Linked DNA regions of Mus musculus: region 1 is linked to region 2. Evidence: chromatin contacts called from public Hi-C data. All regions are on one chromosome and are shown on one strand. The core of a region is the stretch at or near the end of the contact, and the rest is flanking DNA. Distances in the headings are between cores, read along the strand shown.

The links. A called contact is a pair of places that touch in the nucleus more often than the background predicts.
Region 1: a contact with region 2 is called in a Hi-C map of cerebellum, with 4 times the contacts expected there. The contact joins two enhancer-like sites. A contact is called at or near these places in 3 of 484 Hi-C or Micro-C datasets (cerebellar granule neurons and cerebellum).

The regions. Positions count from the first base shown.
Region 1 is chr12:5,998,201-6,002,761 of GRCm38.p6, reverse strand. It overlaps the pseudogene Gm48608. Among named protein-coding and RNA genes, the nearest start is that of Gm32576, 37 kb to the left of the region's middle. Within about 2 kb of position 1,506, at least 2 of the 459 cell types and tissues checked have an H3K27ac peak or open chromatin away from gene starts, as enhancers often do. A contact at or near this core is called in cerebellum, where this site is marked.
Region 2 is chr12:5,634,811-5,639,504 of GRCm38.p6, reverse strand. The region is part of intron 2 of Gm32398 (a long non-coding RNA gene); the gene reads right to left. It also overlaps the pseudogene Gm40238. Among named protein-coding and RNA genes, the nearest start is that of Gm32398, 38 kb to the right of the region's middle. Within about 2 kb of position 1,639, at least 6 of the 459 cell types and tissues checked have an H3K27ac peak or open chromatin away from gene starts, as enhancers often do. A contact at or near this core is called in cerebellum, where this site is marked.

The DNA.
Region 1 (4,561 bases), core at 257-2,756, 360 kb before region 2:
CCCAGGAAACAGTCAAGATCCCAGAGGTGCAATATCCAACAGCAGCAAAGGACAGACACAAGTTTTTGTTGTTGTGCTGGATTTTTTTATTTTATTTTATCTTTGTTTTTGTTTTGTTCTGTATTTTTCTTCAATAGAACATTAGTTTAGATTTTAGGGCAGAAAGTACTACAATATTCCCGTCTAGTTGATTTTTGTTTTTATTTTTACCTCCACATGTCTACCTGTCTTCCATTTGCACCTCTAGGAAGATGTCAGTTCTAAATTCTGTCATCAAGATGTAACCTTATTTTCATCTAAAATTCATTTAAAAATATATATTATTTTAAATTGGATATGAAGGGAACATGTCCAGAATTAACACACCACATTGAAAATTTTTATTAAATTAATGTTTTAGTTTTAAAATTTGAATAGCAAGAAAAGAAAAACTCTTAAAAGCCTTTAAAAGAATTCTTTATCAAGTAAATCTTCAAAAGGAAGGTTGGTTACCTACTAGGTCTGCATTTACATTGGAATGATTCTATAAGCCTCTCCCTATTCAAATAGGTTGCATGTCTTTTTGTTTTTTCTTTTGAAGTGTTAAAACATGAGTTTGTACAATTGAATTTTTCAGACAAGAAAGTAGAGAGGCTTCTATTTACCTTGAAGAAGAAGTGAAATGTTAATTAAACATACACTTCACAAAATTTTCTTTCTAAGTGTCTTTCTTTGGGATTTAAACCTAACTGTGTTCAGCATTAAATGAATCTCACTTTGGGGCTGTGCATTTCTTGTCAACAAGATGCTTGGTTGTCTTTAGAACCTCATATTGCTTACAGAGCACCTCACTGGCTACACAGTAGCAGTTTTTCTGAATGACTTCATGCTAGATTGTATATCAATGAATGAAGCAAGGCAGGCTTTCACTGTCCATGTGTGAGAGGCAGGCTTTGAAGAACTCAAACATGTTTGTTGACATTTGAAGAGAATTATGTTTTCCTGTAATAAAGTAAATACAGTGATTGTCTGGAAAATCAAACTAAATCTAGATCAAAGGGAAATAAGAAAACCAGGACAATACATGAACAAGTCCACAGATGACCTCACGAACAAAGATGGGGATGCAGAGGTATCTGATGTCTGGAGGGGAGAATTAAGATATTACTGTTGAAAAAAGAAAAACATTTTAACATATGTTAACAATTTACTTTTACTTTATAGCTGAAAATAGGAAACTCAAGGTTTGCTCTAGTTTAATAAGTCCCTCCTCTGTGTGGCTGTGAAGTGTATTACAATGCTGAAGAGATAGATCTCTGCCTACTCCACAATAAGTAACATTTGAAAGAGAGAGGCAGTGGATAGACAGGGACCAGTCATGACCCAACCAGACACTGGGATCAGCCTGACTAGTAACATAGGAGGGAGCATCTGCTGTAGAAAAACATCTGAAGATATAGAACTCGAGGTTTCTTTGTGCTTCTCTTTTGCCAGATGGGGTCTCTGCCTGGAGAGTGGAGGAGAGTGACCAGCAGTGGAACTGGCATTTTGAATGATATGCCTGTAGGTTACTACATCACAATCTGCTCATGAATCGGTTGCCAGGAAGATGACACTGCCATTTGACATCCCAATAATTTCTTTGGTAACATATGCAATCAGTTCACAGACCCAGCCCAGCACAGTTGGCCAAAGTTGGAGGAGTGGGTGGGGACTTCTTGGCACTCCCAAGAAGACAGGTGGACAAGCTGCGGATTAAGCTGTTTTCTCATCCAGCAAAGGGAGAGAGAAATGTCAGAGCTTCTTCAGCCTTTCTCTTACTGGTCTAAATACACTGCCTATTAACCAGACTAAGGCTGACAACATAAATAGCGGTAATTCCAATTGTGTAATCATGAGTTAATTATCTTATTTCTGTTTATATGCCAATAGATAGAAACCTCCCGTAAGGCAGAAAACTGGTTTATTTTTGTCTCCCTACAAAGAAGTCTTCTATATTTTAAACATTATTTAAATAATAGACTATGCATAAATGTACTTTATAAAGTGCTGCTTAAATGTTCTGCCTTATTTAGAAAGGAACTAAAGCAAAAGGAACAAAAATAGAAGTTTTAAATAAAAAAGAAATCAGAATTACAGGATATCAATGCCACACCTAAAAAGAAAGTCTCCCGCTCTGTAATAATTCTTAATGCTGTCATGTTTCTCTAAGGACCCTCTTTTATCTTCTTTTTTGAATAAAAATTGAGTGTGCATTAGTGCACTTGAATCCTCTTTGGAATGCATTGAGAATACAAGTGCAGTCATCAGGCAATCATAAAACTTGAAATGGAAAAAAAAATCTAACAGTACACTGTTATGATGGTGGATGAATCCCCAGATGTGGGCAGGTTCACAGTACAAACCATCAGCGAGGACTTAGAACGATCACACCTGGTTTTATGGGACGGCAGATTCACTTGGGAGGTTTAGGTCTCTGGGGATCAGCAATGTGAAACAGAGCCAATGTGTGTTCAAGGACACAGACAAAGTTGAGGCTCATGAGGACATTTACAGGATTTAGTGGCATCCTAAAATAGCACAAAAAGTGCTATTAGAGAACAGAGTCCTGGACATGCTCCTTCCCATAGGCATCCATCCTCAAGTAGCCTACATCATAAGGAAGATGAAGGTTAACGCAAGGAGGACCTACAACAAGATCCTAAGAAAAGGAGAAGAAACCAAGAGTTGAAACTGTACAGCTACATTACTTAGCAAGCAGGAACTGGAAGTTGGTAGGATGAGCTCTCAGCAGCCTCCCTGTATCTACAATTAGATAAAAGGTGAGGACAGATGTAGAGATGGAGGGTGACAATGGGAATGATAAATTAGCAAAGATACGGATAGAAGGAACTAAATGAATATCCTCCATTCATGGGTTTAAAATCAAAGATTACAGGTGTAAATAGACGTCCAGGTTGGCCACAGATATAAGAAACAACCTTGACTGATTTCTTAAAACTCCCTTTGGCATGTAAATGCATGATAACCTGGGCAGGAGAAGAAATGAGAAGCTTGCAAGAACTGAAGCCTGAAAATGCTGGTGAGAATGTGTGAGACCACCCAGAAGGGAGCCAGAATAACCAGATTCTTCTTTTGTGCGTTCACAAAACAAGCACATAAATAGGGGTCTGGGGCCCACCCATGGGTCTAGAATTAAAAGTACAATAGCTGTAAGCCTGCATTATTAGGCGGCAGCATGAAACAAGCCTGCCTTACCCTTGTAGTCAAAGCAAAACAGTGAGCTGCCTATAATTTAGCTAGGATTCTGACCAGACAAGACCTGTCTTTATAAACCTGATTCCCTTATTTTTATCAAGGATGCAGAAAAGAACTTTTAGTGGGAACTCTACTTGAATTTGCTGCTACTTTTAGTTAGGTATTTTGGGGAGAAGGAAGGTGTCACTGACCAACATCCTTTGACTCATGGTCAAGGCACCTCCCATCTGGCCATAACAGATGTCCCAGTAAAAGCTTTGCCTGGATCCATTTAACATCGATGATGTTTTCTCTATCATTTTGAAGCCAGAATGTGGCTCCAAGAATACAAGAAACAATGTGCTAGAGGCGTGATGGTGGCTAGAGTAAACAGTGCCAGAGGCTGAGAAATAAAGGCTCAGGGTTTAGAGAAGAGTGCAGTTTTCTAGCCATTCACTGGGAACATAGAAGTAACTTAAAATAATTTTGGTAATAGCCAGTATTTACTGACTTCTATTCATGTGCCAGTCAGTGTGCTAAGTGCTTTCAATGTGTTCATACATTTACTGCCATCCTGAGAGTTAGATGCTACCCACCTTTCCATTTATGTGTATGTGAAGAAACAGGCGAGGAGATGCTGGGAAACCTATCCTCAGATACCCAAGAACCAGGGTTCTGCTTAGGACTGTCAATAACTCATCTCATTTCCTGTTTCTTTACCTGTATCATGTAACTCTGACTTTAAATTGAGTCAAGGGCATATAAGATACCTGGCATTTTCTTGCTGGGGGTGGGGGAATAAATGAAGGCCTGGAGAAGTTTAAACATTCACAATCATTAATTTCAAGCTTTCTTAAGAGAATCATCACAACAAATATCTCAGACTCAACTGACTTTCCTGTCTCCATTATTTCTGCTTGATATAAGCCATGTTCATCTTTCTCCTAGGCCACTGAAACAGGTCTCCTATCTCTCTCCCGTCCTTTCATATCATCTATACTTATCTTAGCAGTTGCAATGATTCTTTCAAAATGAAAGCCAGATTATGTTTCCCTTTGTCTTAAACCCATCCAAAGTCCAGATTTATCACTTGCAGCCAGTGTTCAAGCTCTCCTAATGACATACAAGGCTTTCCGTGATTTAGCCTTCTCCCTGGCCTCATCTCCAGTCTTCCTCCCCGCTTCTTTCTCCGTCTCAGCAACAATCAGCTCCTGAATGCAATTTCTGGTCTCACTGCCAGAAACCCTCTCCCCAGCTCATTTATATACATCCATTTCACCTCATATTCTCCATGTTTCTAATCAAGCACCCTCTCAAAATTGAGACCTTCCTTGATGGCTCACAA
Region 2 (4,694 bases), core at 390-2,889:
TCTGTGAAGATAATTTTCACCTGATAAACATTTTATTGTCAATCCTTTTGCAATCTTTAACTGAATTGTTTAAAATGCAGCAAACCCACAGCAATCTTGGCAATTAAGTTCATTAGATAGGAGTAATTACCCAAAGATAGAGACAATCAGATTGTATGCATTGATAAAGGGTCATAAAATGAGGATGCCTTGTAAATCCACTTCACAGCTAAAGTAGGGATGCCTGCTCCTCCTTTTCCAAAATACTTGGTGTCATCCTTCCACAGGCCACCAAGCTGATCTCACATTTCCATCTGGTTCCAGGATCTCTGCTACCAACTAGCTTGCACTTTTCTAGAATACAGGGATCCACAAAAGACATCCCAGTTCAGATGCCAGTGACTGCTAAAGAATGCTGCTCTAGCATGCAGATCGCCCCGGGTTTGGTCCCCAAGTACCACAACATAAACGTTATACAAATAAAAAACTTACCCTGGCCTTGTGGTATAGGAGTACACTGCTTGCTGCTGGACATAGAAAAGCGAGCCTGTAATTTCAGGAGGCAAAGGCAAGAGGGCAACAAGCTCAACATCAGGCTAGGCTACTATAGCAGCCCAAGAGACTGATGTTCCTTGTCCTACTTCCCCAGTAACCTCCTGCCTTCTGTGGGACATGAGGGCCAGTGAGGTAGGCTGCTGAACAAAGTCCCTTTTGCTAGTTTTCCTGAAACAGCTGAGCTCCAGCTGGATGCATCCAGACCTCTGGAAGACAGAGTTCCCTGATGTTCCACTTCTTCCTCTGTGTCCTTTATTTCTTCCACTCTTTCCTCCAATGTCCCCAGGCTTTGTGGGCATTGATATGGGTGTCCCATTCATGGCTGACCACTCAGCAACCTGAAACTACTGCTTATATTTCAGCAAAGACTGTGGATTTCTATCAAAAACCTCCCTGCTGGAGCCAGAACCCCAAACACTGTAGGCTACATTCAAAAGGAATTTGCCAGGGATACAACTGAGTCCCACAACACTGATTCAAAACAGATCTGTATTTCTTCATACTCAAGTTCTGGTTTTCAATATAAGTGGAAATATTCCTTTTTTCTCTTCTATGTCCAGAATTTTATTCACAGCTTGACCAGTTAGGCACAGTCTATGAATGAATATAGGGCTGAAGACACAGCCATGGTAGGATCCAGGAGGCCAGCTCTTCAAACTGACAGTCACTGTCACCCAGCTTAATGAGCATCTTCAGTGTGTGTGTGTGTGTGTGTGTGTGTGTGTGTGTGTGTGTGTGTGTGTGTATGTGTGTGTGTGCATGTGTATGTGTGTGTGTGTACATGTGTATGTATGTGAGCATGTGTATGTGAGCATGTATATGTGTGTGAGAGCATGTATATGTGTGTGTGTGCATGTGTGTGTGTTCTCATATTTGATAAAAGAGATGCCTTAAGGCTCTCTGCCTTCCCTACCCCCATTACTCTTTACACAAGGAAAATCATACACTTGTAACCTAAATCATATTGAACAAAGGAATGAATGAAATAAAGTCCTTTTGGCTGTGTTCCCGACTCTGGGAAAATAACTTGCAGCATATGTCTTCCCAGCACACTTTCTGAAATGTCTCTGTGAGATTCAGATGCTCAACGCTGAGCCCACAGACCCCCATGCCTCTCCCTCTGCGTAGAGCAGGAAGAAAGCAGGTGTCTTCACTGATACCAGTGCCAGGAAGCGAGGGGTGTAGTCATGGCAGATGTGCCAACTGACCCTGAGAGAGGGAGGAGAAATTATTGAAATAAATGAATTTTGAAAAGCCTCTCACAAATGCACAAATGCTCTCCTGCCACCCCCTCATGCTTCCGGGATGCGGCAGGTGGCATATACTGTAATTACTGCAGACCACACACAGACGCACACATGCGTAATGTCAGGGCAAATGAAGAGTATCGATGCCACTGTCACAGGAGAGCCAAATCTTCAAGACACAAAGACCGGGAGTCCACAGCCAGGATATCTTCACAACACCAGCAAATGTGCATCTGAATGACCCACCCATCTAACTACCTAGTACAGACACCATGGTCTGTAGTCACTACAAACCAAGGTGCAGCTTCACTCTTGAATCTTGATTTTAAGTCCTTAAAAATCATGTATTACACAGATATGGAGTAGTCCAGGCACCAACAAAAAAAGAGGCATAAGTAGCAGACACTGCTGGCATTCAAGTCTGCTTTGGTCACTGTTAACAGTGAGGCTGTCAGGTAAAGTTTTCTATTGAGTTCATGCCAACTGACTGATTAGGAGAGAGAGTTAAAGAATGATAGGGAAGTTCAGATATGAAGTACAGCGGACAGCCTGGGGGGTTTGTATTCACAAGAAGATAAATTTTCAGCAGCCACAGCACACTATAATCAAGGTGGTATTTTATTTTGTTTTAATGGTGTTTCTCTCCATTTACTAGAGTAAGACTTCTTAAGAAAAGGGCCCAAAAAAGTAGATGGCCTGAAGCAAAATTACTAAGCAAAGCCTTGAAAGATCGCATGTGCTCTGGGAAGAAGCTAAATGCTACAGATATTCAGGAAAACAATGGAAAATAGATGACACCATATATGATGCTTATAATTCATACAAAAGAACAATGGAGGGGCTGAAGTGTGCCCCAGTGGTAGGATGCTTGCCAAATGTGTATGGAGCCCTAGGTTCAGTCCCCAGCAAGAAAGATGCACATTAGGTATGAGCATAGCTTATATAAATAGCACACTGGGCAAGCGCAGCGGCTCAGCTAGAAAAGGTGCTTGCCCCCCACCCTCCCACCCTGATCACCTGAGTTTGGTCCCTGGAAGGAGAGAATCAATTTCCACAAATTGTCCTCTGACCTCCACACACATGTACACTGTAACACATACATGAACTGGGAAGCCACACACATAAAATAAATCAAATATATTTTTAAACCATGTTAAGAATAACAGAAATGAACAGTCACATACTATGAATATTGCAAGCCAACTGCTGCAGCTAAGTAGATGAGATTAAGTGGCCACAATAAGAGCAGCCTCCAAACACAAAAGGGCAGAGGGAAGGAATGGAGAAACCACTTCTGTGTAGTATGTGAGCAGTATCTAAGAGTAACTGTAAACATGTCTGTTAACAGTAATTCCACTCTTGAGGTCCAAGAGCTCATAGCTCCCTCCCATAACTGAAACCCTCCAGTCCAGAGGATTTGGAAACAAAAACCATATAAGCTTCCTGTGGCACCCAGGAATAGTGGTTTTAGTGCATCAGGAAAGGTCAGAGAACAGCAGTGCAACAATCTGCTGTCATCACTGAGACTCTTTTCTTGAGTATCTGGCCTTAAATACACGTATCTAACAAAACCATGGTTTTGACTTGGCTGTCCGTGAAAATGCATCATTCTACCTCCTACTATTATTCTAGATGACTAGGTCTAAAATTCTACTTCTGTTGTTTCTGAACTTTGACTCCACCAAATGGACCCTGCCCCCAAGAAAGAGACCTATGAAAGGCTTCCTGATGGAAGGACTCCCTTGCTGCTCTGCCAAGCGAACACAGTAGCTTCAAGTTCCCATTGGTAAGCACAAATGAGGCTCATGCTTGGCCCAACCCACAGAAATAACTAATGCTGACTTCAGACTTGGACGATAGAATGAGGGATGGGTGAGGAAGATGGAAGAACTGACGTGTGCTCATGCAGATTTGATAAATCCCGTGTACGAAATCTATCTGTGTCCTGAACAGACAGAAAGCATTATGGAACAAAGGAGATGAAGAAGGGTCTCTGGTCTATAAAAATCTGAGGCTAATGAGGAAGAACATTGTACTCAAGAAAACAAAACAACTCAATGCTAAATGGAAGGCCTAAACTAGGCACTCTTCACCCTAGGCATCCATTAGAGTCATTGGAATATGTAACTGAGCACAGCCTTCCTGACTTCATTCCAAAATGATTCAATCAAAGGTGGATGGAGTTCTTTCAGACTGTTCTGTGGATTTTAAATGTGCAGCCACACTGAAACAATTCTAGCTATAGAGCCTACAACACCTCAGATGTAAAGATTCCCGGAGATGAGCAACACTCAGGGAAGGTACTGGGTATGTCACAAAAGTACAGGTGGGGAAGGGAAAGATGACCAAGGTTATGCTTGCTCATGGAAGCCTTGAACACCAAGCTCAACTGTGTGCACTTGCTGTAGTAGGCAGTAGGTGATGGGAGGCCCACATCTCCAAGGTCTAGCTCCATATGCACAGCATGATTCTCTCCACAAAGCACTTTCTACCACGGTCTTTTCTGGTGCTTTCCACAACAATATCAGGTAGGCAAGCAGGGAAAACAAACATATCCATTTTTCAATGAGGAAATGGAGGATCGAGGAGTTTGAGTGACTCTGTAAGAGTGGTGTTTTCAGAACATTAGCCCAGTGATAGCATGCAGTGTGAATTACAGTGTGGACGAGAGAATTCCAGGATACCCCTTAGAAGACAGGTACCTTGCTGCAAATGGGAGGTAATATCAATCCATGGCATGGCAGAAGCCTTGGGAAACACAGCAGAGAGAGGAGCTAAGAGCCACCTTCCTGCTATGTATCCCTCTATTTGCCTTTGGTACCTGGGCACCAATGTTTAACACAGTAGGGTAAAGATAGAGTACCACAGTCTGCATTATGAAGTTGGAGGCTGCACAACAGAAAGGGTGGACAC